2 separate regions of the Cyprinus carpio genome follow, and region 1 is linked to region 2. The links are chromatin contacts, called in public Hi-C maps. All regions are on one chromosome and are shown on one strand. Each heading gives the region's core, a stretch centred on a gene start, on an enhancer-like site or on the middle of the called end of the contact. The rest is flanking DNA. Distances are from core to core; before and after follow the strand shown. Region 1 holds the start of LOC109063798 (protein transport protein Sec24B-like). Region 2 holds the start of LOC109075001 (TBC1 domain family member 9B-like).

Region 1 (5,553 bases), core at 1,809-4,308, 170 kb before region 2:
AAATACGACACATTATGGAAGTAAAATGTTTTTTGATTGTGTTTTTTTTGCTGACTTTAACACTACTAATGGTTCTAGAGCACTTAGGAAGCCTGGAGCTTCATTAAGCTAGACAGGGTTTTACAAAGTATCTGTCGTACAGCTACTTTAAAGTACGTTAAACTTTTTTAAAGAATGTTAAAGTATGTTTTAACAATAAAGGTATTTGAATTGCTTTTACTTGACTGAGTTTGTTTTTTATTCATACATGCGTAAATGCATGCTTTATTTATAGAAGTGACTGTTACTCAGATTGAAGAAGTGGTTGCTCTTGCAGTGGGGTTGTTACGTATGCTGCCAGTTGATATGTGTAAAGTGATTCTCTTGTAACATGGAAGGAACTATGTCTAAATCTGATGAAGTGGCATCATTGAGCAACGATGAATCAAGCGCTCGCAACAGATTCAGAGACCGTTATTTTCCATCCAGCTTTGTCGATCATTCCTTCCTGTTGCTACCTATAATCTCAGTTTATTGCTGTTACATGAGTGATACTTGCCTCCAGCACAGACACAGAGTGTTGTCTTCTTGGCAAAAGGCAGTGGTGTTTATTACTCAGAAGTCATAGCATAGATAAGTATGATAAATAATACATCATGAAATAACTATAACCCCAAATAAGCAAATATAAGAGTAAAATGTAATGTATTCACCATTAATACTATGGATGAAAATGTCTTGTAAAATGTGCTCTCTGATGCTTTTGTAAAGATCAAGAGTCAAGACATCAAGTATGGTCACTTCAGCCCAAAACCTGGTTGCACTGGTCTGGATATCCGGGCCATGACTAATATGACTAACATGACTATAAGACATTTAAAGCAACAGCTTGGTATAATTAGTCAATCAGTATGGTGCAATTACTTACGGTTTGTTACAAACACTAATGAAATTCCTCTGTTGTGTTAATTATGTCTAAGTAAATTCCTCTTTCTGTCATCTGAATATAGCCTACACCTTATGCTTTGGATAAACTGTAATAATTTCAGGATACATACTTGCCCTCTGCACAGAGTATTCAGATTGGAGTTTAACTGGATCACAGGTCAAAAGGAGGTTCATTTAAAAAAAAAAAAAAAACCCATTCCTTACACACCATGGGACCAGGAGGGAATGTTATACAGTGTTTACTGCCACTGTCGCCTTTGACTCGCTCAGATGGGGCTGGAAAGATGACTAATATATAAATATTATCAGTTTGACTCCACTAACACTATCGGATGAGAACACAAAAACTTGAGTTCAAAAAACTGAATTGAATGACACTATTGTCTTCTGAAGAGCTGTTTTTGAAGTTGTTTCATTGATGACTTTTTTTAACACTTAAACTAGATTGAATCAACACTGAATCTAAACTGTGCTGAATTATTGCCCTCTGCTTAATAGCTTAATTGAACTAATTTCATAATTGATGTTTATTACTTTAAATTAAATAAACATATTTATTAAATAATAAAATTATATATTAAATATATATATAATTACTTAAATGAATATATAGAAAATGAAACTTATTCCAGATAGTTGGCAACATTTCTCATTTTTGTTTAGTTTAAGTTACTAAGATAACTGAAGCTAAATAAACTAAAACTAACAAATAAATATAATAAATATACACATTTAAATAGGCTACTATATAGACATTTAGTTCTGATATGAAATGTCAAATGTAACACAGATGTAACAATAAATCACAAATGTCTCCTTTTAACCCTCTGATGCTCTTCGGTCACTTCGGTCAAAAAGTACACATCAATGATGGGGTGAAACTCTAAAATATCAAGAGTGCAAAACCAACACATCCATTCACACACATACACTGGACTGGAAAATAATAGTAAAATATGTAAATATGTAAAATAAAAACAACAATTCAACTATGAGGCAGTAAAAAAGTGGACAGCAAGGAGGGGACCATAATCCAAAGCATCAAGAGTGCAAAACAGACACATCCACACACACACACGTACACAATTATACTCATTCAAATGAATTGGTATGGCTATAACCATATAGCCATAATGAGTAAAAAAAAAGGTTGAAATCAGATCAGACCTAGAAGGATTAAGCTCTGATAAAACATTCCTGATAATATATATATATATATATTATATATATAATATATATATATATATATATATATATATATATATATATATATATATAGAATTGTAATATTTTGTGTTTCAAAATGCTTTCTCTGTGTTCAGGTTTGACTGTAGTAATAATAATTCAAAAACTGATGCTTCAAGTCAACATTTAAAAAAAAAAAAAAAATTCTAAACCTTCACAAAAAGTTGTCTTTGAAAATGTCTAAATATATATCCAAACCCACCACTTTATTAAAAATTAGTATTTATCTCTAAAAACATATTTTATATAGAGCTATATGGGAATCTATGGGGGGGGGGGGGGGGGGGGTTACTCCCATTTTACTCCCACCAGATGGCACTAATCTGGCTTTTAAAAAATGGATTTTAAAGGCATTGTCTCTATTTTAATATGAAATACTGCCATGATTGAAAAGTAATAGGAAATATATATTTTTTTAAATCTTTTGAAAAAAAAAAAGGTTAAATTTAGGTGTCCAGTCACTTTTGACCATGAAGACCACAAGTGTTACTCCCAAATAAGGAGCACCAGAGGGTTAAATACAGTATCATACCAGCGAGTAATGATGGATCAGATCTCTCAAGATGAGCCATCTGTTTGTTTTAAACCTGTACTACAAAATACATCTTTTATTTAGGACAAAAATATTTTATTTTATTTTATTTTATTTTATTTTATTTTATTTTATTTTATTTATTTTGAGACTTTTATTTGTGTATGCGCCGTTTATTTTTAATAATCATTTTATTTTAATTTTTTTTTTTTTTTTTTTTTTTATTTAATTTTATGAGGCTTTCATTGTTTTGAAGCGTATTCAGTCCTATGGCTTATAGGGACCTGTGGTTTTACGGGTTAGTTATAATGACCGTTAGTTAGACTGTGGGCTCGGTTGATGTGTGGGCAGGTCTGGTGACAGCGTCGTGTATTTTTATACTCTCGAAGCACTCGGATAGAGATGTCCACACAGGGTAACGCGAATCCGAACTCGTCCGTGAATAATTACAGCATGAGTTCGACTCAAAACGGAGGCGGAGCGGCGCCGTGTCAGAACGGTACGTTACGGGATTAAAGCGAAACCACCTGAGCTAACACGCTAAAGCTAACGCCAATATCACATTCAAATGCAGAGATAACTGGGGAGCTAAAATGCTAACGGCTAAACTAAGTTGCTAAATGCTAAAATCCTAGTCAAATCCGCTTTAAAAAGCTACGGTACGTTAGCTAACATACGTTGGCTAAAGGCCTAGCGTTAAGCCTCAGCTCAGCACCTGTCTTCTGCGTCTTTGGGGTGGGGACTTCGACCGCGACAGATCCCAGGATTACAGGAACATTCTCCTGTGCTTGTCATTAAAATCATATACAGCTTAGAAGTGTTTTAATGAGGATTAAAGTCAGTGTGTTTTCATCTCCTGTCATTAGCCCGCTAGCGGCTAGTTTAGTTCAGGTAGCTCAGTTGTTATTTTTCTTGTATTAAAGGATTAAATGTCCAAGTTATTATCTGTTAAGACTAACTTACCTGAATTGGGAACTTAAATATGTCCCCGTCTTGATTGTAAGTCTTATTATGTTCGTTACAAGCTGAGCTCGAGTAATTGCGCATATCTGGCGCAGATTTCAGCTGAATGTGGTGAATATTTACTAAATATTCCCAAATAGCCAACATTTATCGTTTAATTTCTTAAAATATGTTTTAATGTAATTTTACACATCTTTTTTGAGATTATGCGAACGTGAGCTGTACTTTATATTACGTGAACATAATTTTGACAAACTGCGTTAATAACAGTTTGTTTTGTATTTTTCATGTATTTAATATGGAGTGATAGGTGCATGTTGTCAAATAGCCAGGAAGAAATTTGTGTAAAAAGTCTTAGTATTAAAATGTTATTCTTTAAAGTACCATGCATTACCATGCAGTGTTTATATTATATTATATTACAGTTTTTATTAATATTTTGGTTATTCTCAAATAATATACATTTTGTTTATTTTATTGTTTTGTCCTTTGTATTATTATCTGTAATATGTCTATGCTATCTTTAGTTTTAGTTATTTTAGTACATTAAGTGAAAATGAGAAATCTTTGAGAAATGTAGAAATTATGTATTAATGTGTAATATATATATATATATATATATATATATAGATATATATAGATAATATATATATATATAAAACAAATATTTTATTTCTGCAATGTTTATTTTATTTCCAGTAACAAAATATATTTTTCATTGGGTTTAGTTACCTATACTAACCCTGTTAACATGTAAATATGGTTTATAAATATACTAAATACATAATAAATGAATATGGCAATCATTCAGTATTGTGGTATTACCATCACTTATGTTTATGTGGTGATGGTTTTGTTTTCTGTTGTTTTTTTTGATGTTGGTTTGTATAAAACATGTGATTTGTCTAATGGTTATATGTCACATTTCCATCTCATTTGCATGTTGAAAGCACAAATCAAATTCATGTTGTTTTTGCCAGGTCCAGGACAGATGTACCCTGCCATGTATACTGCATCCAGCTACTATAGTTCTGCTCCACCTGCTGCTTACCCCACCGTGGCGGGACACAGCGCTCCTCCGACCGGCAAAACCCCTGTTTCGAGCACAGGCTATAGTGGGAACTATTACCAGAGCAGCTCAGGGCTGTCACCTTATCCAGCACCAGGAACGCATCAGTACTCAAACGCCCCGGGACAGTCATTCCAGCAGACTGCGCCGTATGCTATGCCAGCTGGATATTACGGACAGGTTTATAGTCACCCCTCACAGGGGCAAACTCAACCCCAACCTCAGCAGCTGCAGCCCAACCTGATGCCAGCATCCAGTGGCAGCAACCTCGGAGCGCCGCTGTACCCCATAGTTTCTTACCCATCAGCCCCTGGGAGCAGCCAGTACGGCACACTGAGATCCTCCCAAACCACCGCTGGGCAGCCACCCGTTTCTACAGTAATGCCACCGCCACCTACCCAGAGTTCTTTGCAGCAATATTCTCAAGGGATCGGGGCCACGCCCACACCAGCTCAGCCGGGCTACGGAGCCCCGCCTCTCAGCCAAGCAGCCACTGTCAACGGCCAATCGAACGCAGGTCGGTCTGAATTCATTAAGTATGTTCATGCAAGTCAAACACATGTAACATGTTGGATCAATTTTAGTGATTGTGTATTATCTGATGTATTTCTAGTTCAACAACACTATGACCAAAACCTCCACAATCCCATGAGCCATCATTACGCCGCGGGGCCTCCTAACTCACAGGGCCCTGATAAAGAGAGGCCGCCCTCAGGAACCCCAGGCACCTCTGTGCATTCCTCACCACAACACCATCCAGGTACAAACGATCCACTTTCACACGTGAACCAACAGTTGTTTGTTTCATTTCTTTCAG
Region 2 (5,266 bases), core at 1,326-3,825:
GCTGATGGCCGAAGCCTGGATGGATTATGTATCCACCTTGATGATGAACAGCGGGTCGGTGGCGTCTAAAGCATAGGCTTTGACGGCTATTGCACATCAGATGAGACTTTATAAAGATGGAGAAGCCATATGGCGGGATGCAGATGGAGCTGGTGTGTATGATAATGTTTGGAGGAGAGCTCTTGATCTGGTGTTTCTGGTGCTTCAGTCTGACACGGAGATCATTACAGGTGTCAGTGAAGGAGAAAATGTTTTCAGGGAGCTCATGTATCTTTGATATCTGAGGCATAATTCATTTTTTAAAATCAGAATAGAATTGAAACTTTTTATTTTCATATATTCTTCACTTTGTAAGGTCCAGGCACTTGGTCCAAGGAAGGTATCCGGTGCTGGATGAAGGTTTCCTGCGTGTTCGGTCTTTCAGCGCGTAGAATTATTCAATTTAGGTTAAACTCTAATCTGACTCCATTTTATTATTACCTCGAATTTATGTTGGAATACAAATTGGTTGTATGTCTGTTTCTAATTAGTATTCTTCTGACATTTGATTATTTTAGTTAAACTCTTTATTTCATATTAACTCGTTCATTCGGGTGCTAATGTCGCTAACAAGTATTCAACGTAATCTACTAGAGTTAATAATTATAGAGTAAAACAGAATAAAATCAAATGTAACAATTTATTATCAGTCAGGTAAATATGTATTCTGCCAATTACATATCCAATTCAAACATATCAAATCATATCAATACAAAACATCAAATTCTCAAAGATGAATCTAAAGTAAAATATGCATACCTGACCTTAGAAAATACATAGTATGAAGTGAAAAGACACACACCACACTACGGGCTTTCTGGCTACAGAATCGCCCTGATCCTTTTGCTGCAATCGTTTAAATACCTCAGACCAAGACAAACATCCCTTGAGATGAAGACAGAAACTAACAACTGGAATTTGCATTAACTCAGGTCCCAAACCTGAGTGGTTTACAACTCCAAGGGAACAGGAGGTGATTTACATGGAGGACCCTGGGAAAGGGCACCCCCATCACAGTAATCAAAATATCTCTTAACTCTTAGGATCTGTATTATCTTCTAATCTACTTTTGTAAGATTGAGACCATTGTACCAGTTGCACTGAGACATTTCAAATGATGCTAGACATGAGTGTTAGTTCACTCGCATTGACATTTTCATGTAATCATTTTGAGCAGATTGAGTAGAAGGAAGCATGGGTGAAGAAGGGATTTAAAATGAAACAAATGGCCAGAAGGGAAGGAGGTCTCCTGCACTTCCACTCTGTGGGGTGTCTCTGAAGATACTTCAGGTCTTTTCTGTACAAGTACAAATATGCTACAATGCATGATATTATGAGTGTTCAGAAAATTTGCGTAATATTTCATGGCCTGAAAAAAATTGTTTTGTTGAATGAATTTGTTTTTTATTTATTATTTGTCTGTTCTATATAAAAATTAATATACGATGGAAATGTAGAAATGATTATATAGTCATAAGTCTATAAATGATTATAGAAAATGCTTAAAAAAGGAATAAATACATAAATTCATGACTAAATTGTGTGGGGAAAATTGGGTGATTCATTCATTCAATAAAGCCTTGATTTGTATATTGCATTTTATAAAGAAGTATGTACATATATGAATACACACACACCCACACACACACACACACACACACACACACACACACACTCGCGTGTTTGAGGGAGTCTCCTGATTGTTTGATAGAAAGGTGACCAGTACAGATGGTAGTGCCATGATGTTCTTTTAAGAACATATAATTAATTTATCATTATATCATATACCATTTAATATCTTTATACCCTTTAAATCACAGTTGAGACAATTTTCGGTTGAAACACTTTTTTAGCGTACTATAGTGCCACAACGTGGACATAAATGCGCATTGCATGCATAAATACTCAATGCATTTACAGATTAAATCTTAGTGAAAAGATTTAAATATTCTGCTGTTAAAATAATGTACAAATCTGAAAAGAAACATATTCAACTCAAATCATATTTATTTGTATAGCACTACAATAAATATTATTTTAAAAAAATCTATACAGATCAGAATTATATGGAGATTTATTTATTGTGAAAACCAGGTTTGTCGGTACAGCTCCCAACAGACTATACAAAGCAGAATGAGACTGATTATATAAGTGGTTATTTATTTATTTTTAATTGTGTCAAACACATTGAAATAATGTAATACAATAACATATTAATCGAAACTAAAAAAAAAAAAAAAAAAAAAAAAAAAAAAAATTTACTTTAACATTTTTAAGGACAGATAGAATACCGTCAGAAAAAGTGACATTTCTCAATGCAAAAACATGTAATAATAATAATAATAATAAATAAAAAACTCCGTATTTTAATGCTGCTGTGGACCTCAGGTTCAAATATATTTACAGAGCTATCAAATATATTTGCAGAGCACACAGTATAAAATGTATAATATACGTTATACTACTACTACTAATAGTTTTATTCTCGATGGCGCTAAAGACTTTTATTTTGAAGTTTCACTTGCTCAGGAGGCCATTTTGGCTCCACGGTGGCTGGTTTCGCCTGCAGTGAGTTGGGCGGCTCATGCAGACAAACATCGGCTGAGTCCCGTCCATTCTGGCATGATTAAAACTAACACATTCGCCGCATCTACAGAGTGAAAGCTCCCGTGAAGCCATGTGGATCACCCCGGAGGAGGTGTTACTGGCCAACGCGCTGTGGGTGAGCGAGCGAGCGAATCCCTATTTCATCCTGCAGAGGAGGAAGGGACACGGGCGCGGAGGAGGCATCACGGGTACGAGATATTACCCAAATATAAACCACCGGGGCTCGAATGCATGACAGATCACACGTGCATAATGAAGGAGAGTTCATCAACGCACTTATACCTACTGATGATTCACTATAACGTGTGGAATAATCTGTAGATGGGTTTGTTTTGGTCGCATCGCTTCACTGATGCTGACAGCGTTTGCGTCATCTGTTTATTTATGTCTGACATATACGTGCTTTATGTGTTATATTTAAGCATATTTATATGTTTGTTATTTATAAGTGTATGGTTTAATGTTGAATCTTTTAAGAAATACATTAATGAATAAATTACAGATGGTTGAAATGATAAATGTAACATTTCTTAGGTGCCTGATATATTAAACATTACATTATATATATTTAACATTGTATGTTAAGCCATATATATAACAATCTTAAGCCATTTAACCACAGTACTGTGCACGTATATATATATAAATGTACACTAAAACTAGAAAAAATATTTATTATTTATTTCTTTGCTTTGTTTGTGTTGTGTCACAATATGTTAACTTCGTATTCCCTCCTAAGAAAGATATTCCTAAAAACAGGCACTTTTTCAGAGGAGTGTCACACATGACAGCAGAATGACTGCATTCACCTCTGACCCCGACTATTAACTCAATTACCTCATGAAGACCTCAGCATTCCCCCGCTGTTGTCTGGAAGTTACGTCATACGGGTGTTTTGTCATGCTTCAGCGAGACTCTTATTAGTTGTAGTGTGTGTTAATGTCACGCTTGTGCAATATTCAACGCATTATGCAAGGCAACAAAGCTTTACCCCTTTTGAAGAAGCCAGTTAGTGTTTATGTCTCCATCAGAATCACACATTAACTGATCATGTGAGGCCTGTAGGAGGAACTCAAGATGTGTGTGACAAATGGCATGCAATGTCTTAAATTCCTCTCTCACACATGACTGTGTATCTGGGTAAATATGTGTGTCTCAGCAATGAGAACTGAAGGAAACCACTGCGCTCTGACGCCTGTTTTTAACTAAAATGTTTTTTTTTTCTCTTCGTACCGCATGTAGATGTGACCTGTAAACTCTTGTCTCTCAGGTTTGCTGGTGGGTACGCTGGATGTGGTGCTGGACTCGAGTGCTCGCGTGGCTCCGTACAGGATCCTGCACCAGACGGGAGAGTCACAGATCTTCTGGAATATTGCTTGTGGTCAGTATTTAAAGTCTGTAGAATATCACTTGATATCCGGGTCCTAAATGTCCACAAAATAGGGATGTGCCCACATACTTAATATGCAGAAAAAAAGCAACAACTGCATTATTTTAGTTTCAAACTGATTTATTAGTCGGTGCTTACTTAATATATAATGTTATATAATGTAATATTTTTTTTTTTTAAATATAATCATTACATATAAATATAATTTTATTTATTTTAAGTAAATTAAAGGCACAATATGTAAGACTTTTTATTAAAATGTCCAAAAATCACTAGAACAGTTTTATGTTTTTTTTTTTTTTTTTTTGACTTGTGTACTTACATTATCCCAGATGTTTCGAAGATTGTTTAAATCCAGAGAAATAGCTATTTTAAATAGTGGCTCGTCCCTGGTCATTGCATCACCTGCCAGTGACATCACAACCCCTCGATTTCTGGTTTTGTTTTGTAGAAAACATGGAAACACCAAAGACGCTTTAATTTGTTATACGTTTTTTTACACCGTTGAAGACCGCTCAGAGTACCATTATAACAGAACTTTCAAATGTATCTAGTATGATATAACAGTGCTGCTTTACCCCACATGCGCACGACCGGACGGAGCAGAAGCAGTCGACTGTGGCATAATTAAAGCTCAGCTGCTTTCGAGCCGTGTGTCACGCTCGTTCAGCGGCCTTGTTTCGCTTCGACGGTTTTCAGCCTCACCCTGCTTCATTCTACTACGTTAATAAATCATTAGCTCATCCACGAACATGATTTCTACCCGAGTCCTGTCGCATTGCATCGGATGTGGGGATGAAGACCACAACTCCCATGATTCCACACTCAGTCACGGAGTCATCAAACTACATTTCTTTGTTTGTTTTGAATACGCGCACTCTAGTGGTGAAAGATTAGATTTTTTTTGCCTGTTCATTTCTTAGTGTTCTTACTTATAGGGTTATATGGGTTATTTAAAATTTGTAATGGATGCTTTTGAAAACACTGCTCTGTGACGCTTAGAAACCTTTACAAATCTTTAGTTTCGAACCAGTTCAGAGTTCATATCGAATTGCCAAAGTCTTGTAATTTCAGTAAATCTCTGATTGGTTTTATAATAGATACATTGTATAGCAAAATACACTACATTTATTTCACAAATTTGCACTTACATTTAATAAAAATGCAGTTTAAAGCATAACACATATGAGACACTGACAGAATTGTTATTTTAGTATTAATCTACTATCA

The links. Hi-C and Micro-C count contacts between places; a contact is called where the count stands out from the background.
Region 1: a contact with region 2 is called in a Hi-C map of liver, with 3 times the contacts expected there. The contact joins the promoter of LOC109063798 here to the promoter of LOC109075001 in region 2. A contact is called at or near these places in 2 of 8 Hi-C or Micro-C datasets (liver and red blood cells).

The regions. Positions count from the first base shown.
Region 1 is chrB14:8,599,641-8,605,193 of ASM1834038v1, reverse strand. It overlaps LOC109063798 (protein transport protein Sec24B-like), which reads left to right and starts at 3,058. Exons shown (of 24, transcript XM_042737951.1): 1 at 3,058-3,203; 2 at 4,648-5,253; 3 at 5,350-5,496. The coding sequence starts at 3,107.
Region 2 is chrB14:8,428,319-8,433,584 of ASM1834038v1, reverse strand. It overlaps LOC109075001 (TBC1 domain family member 9B-like), which reads left to right and starts at 2,575. Exons shown (of 23, transcript XM_042737944.1): 1 at 2,575-2,834; 2 at 3,917-4,027. The coding sequence starts at 2,717. It also overlaps the pseudogene LOC109083261.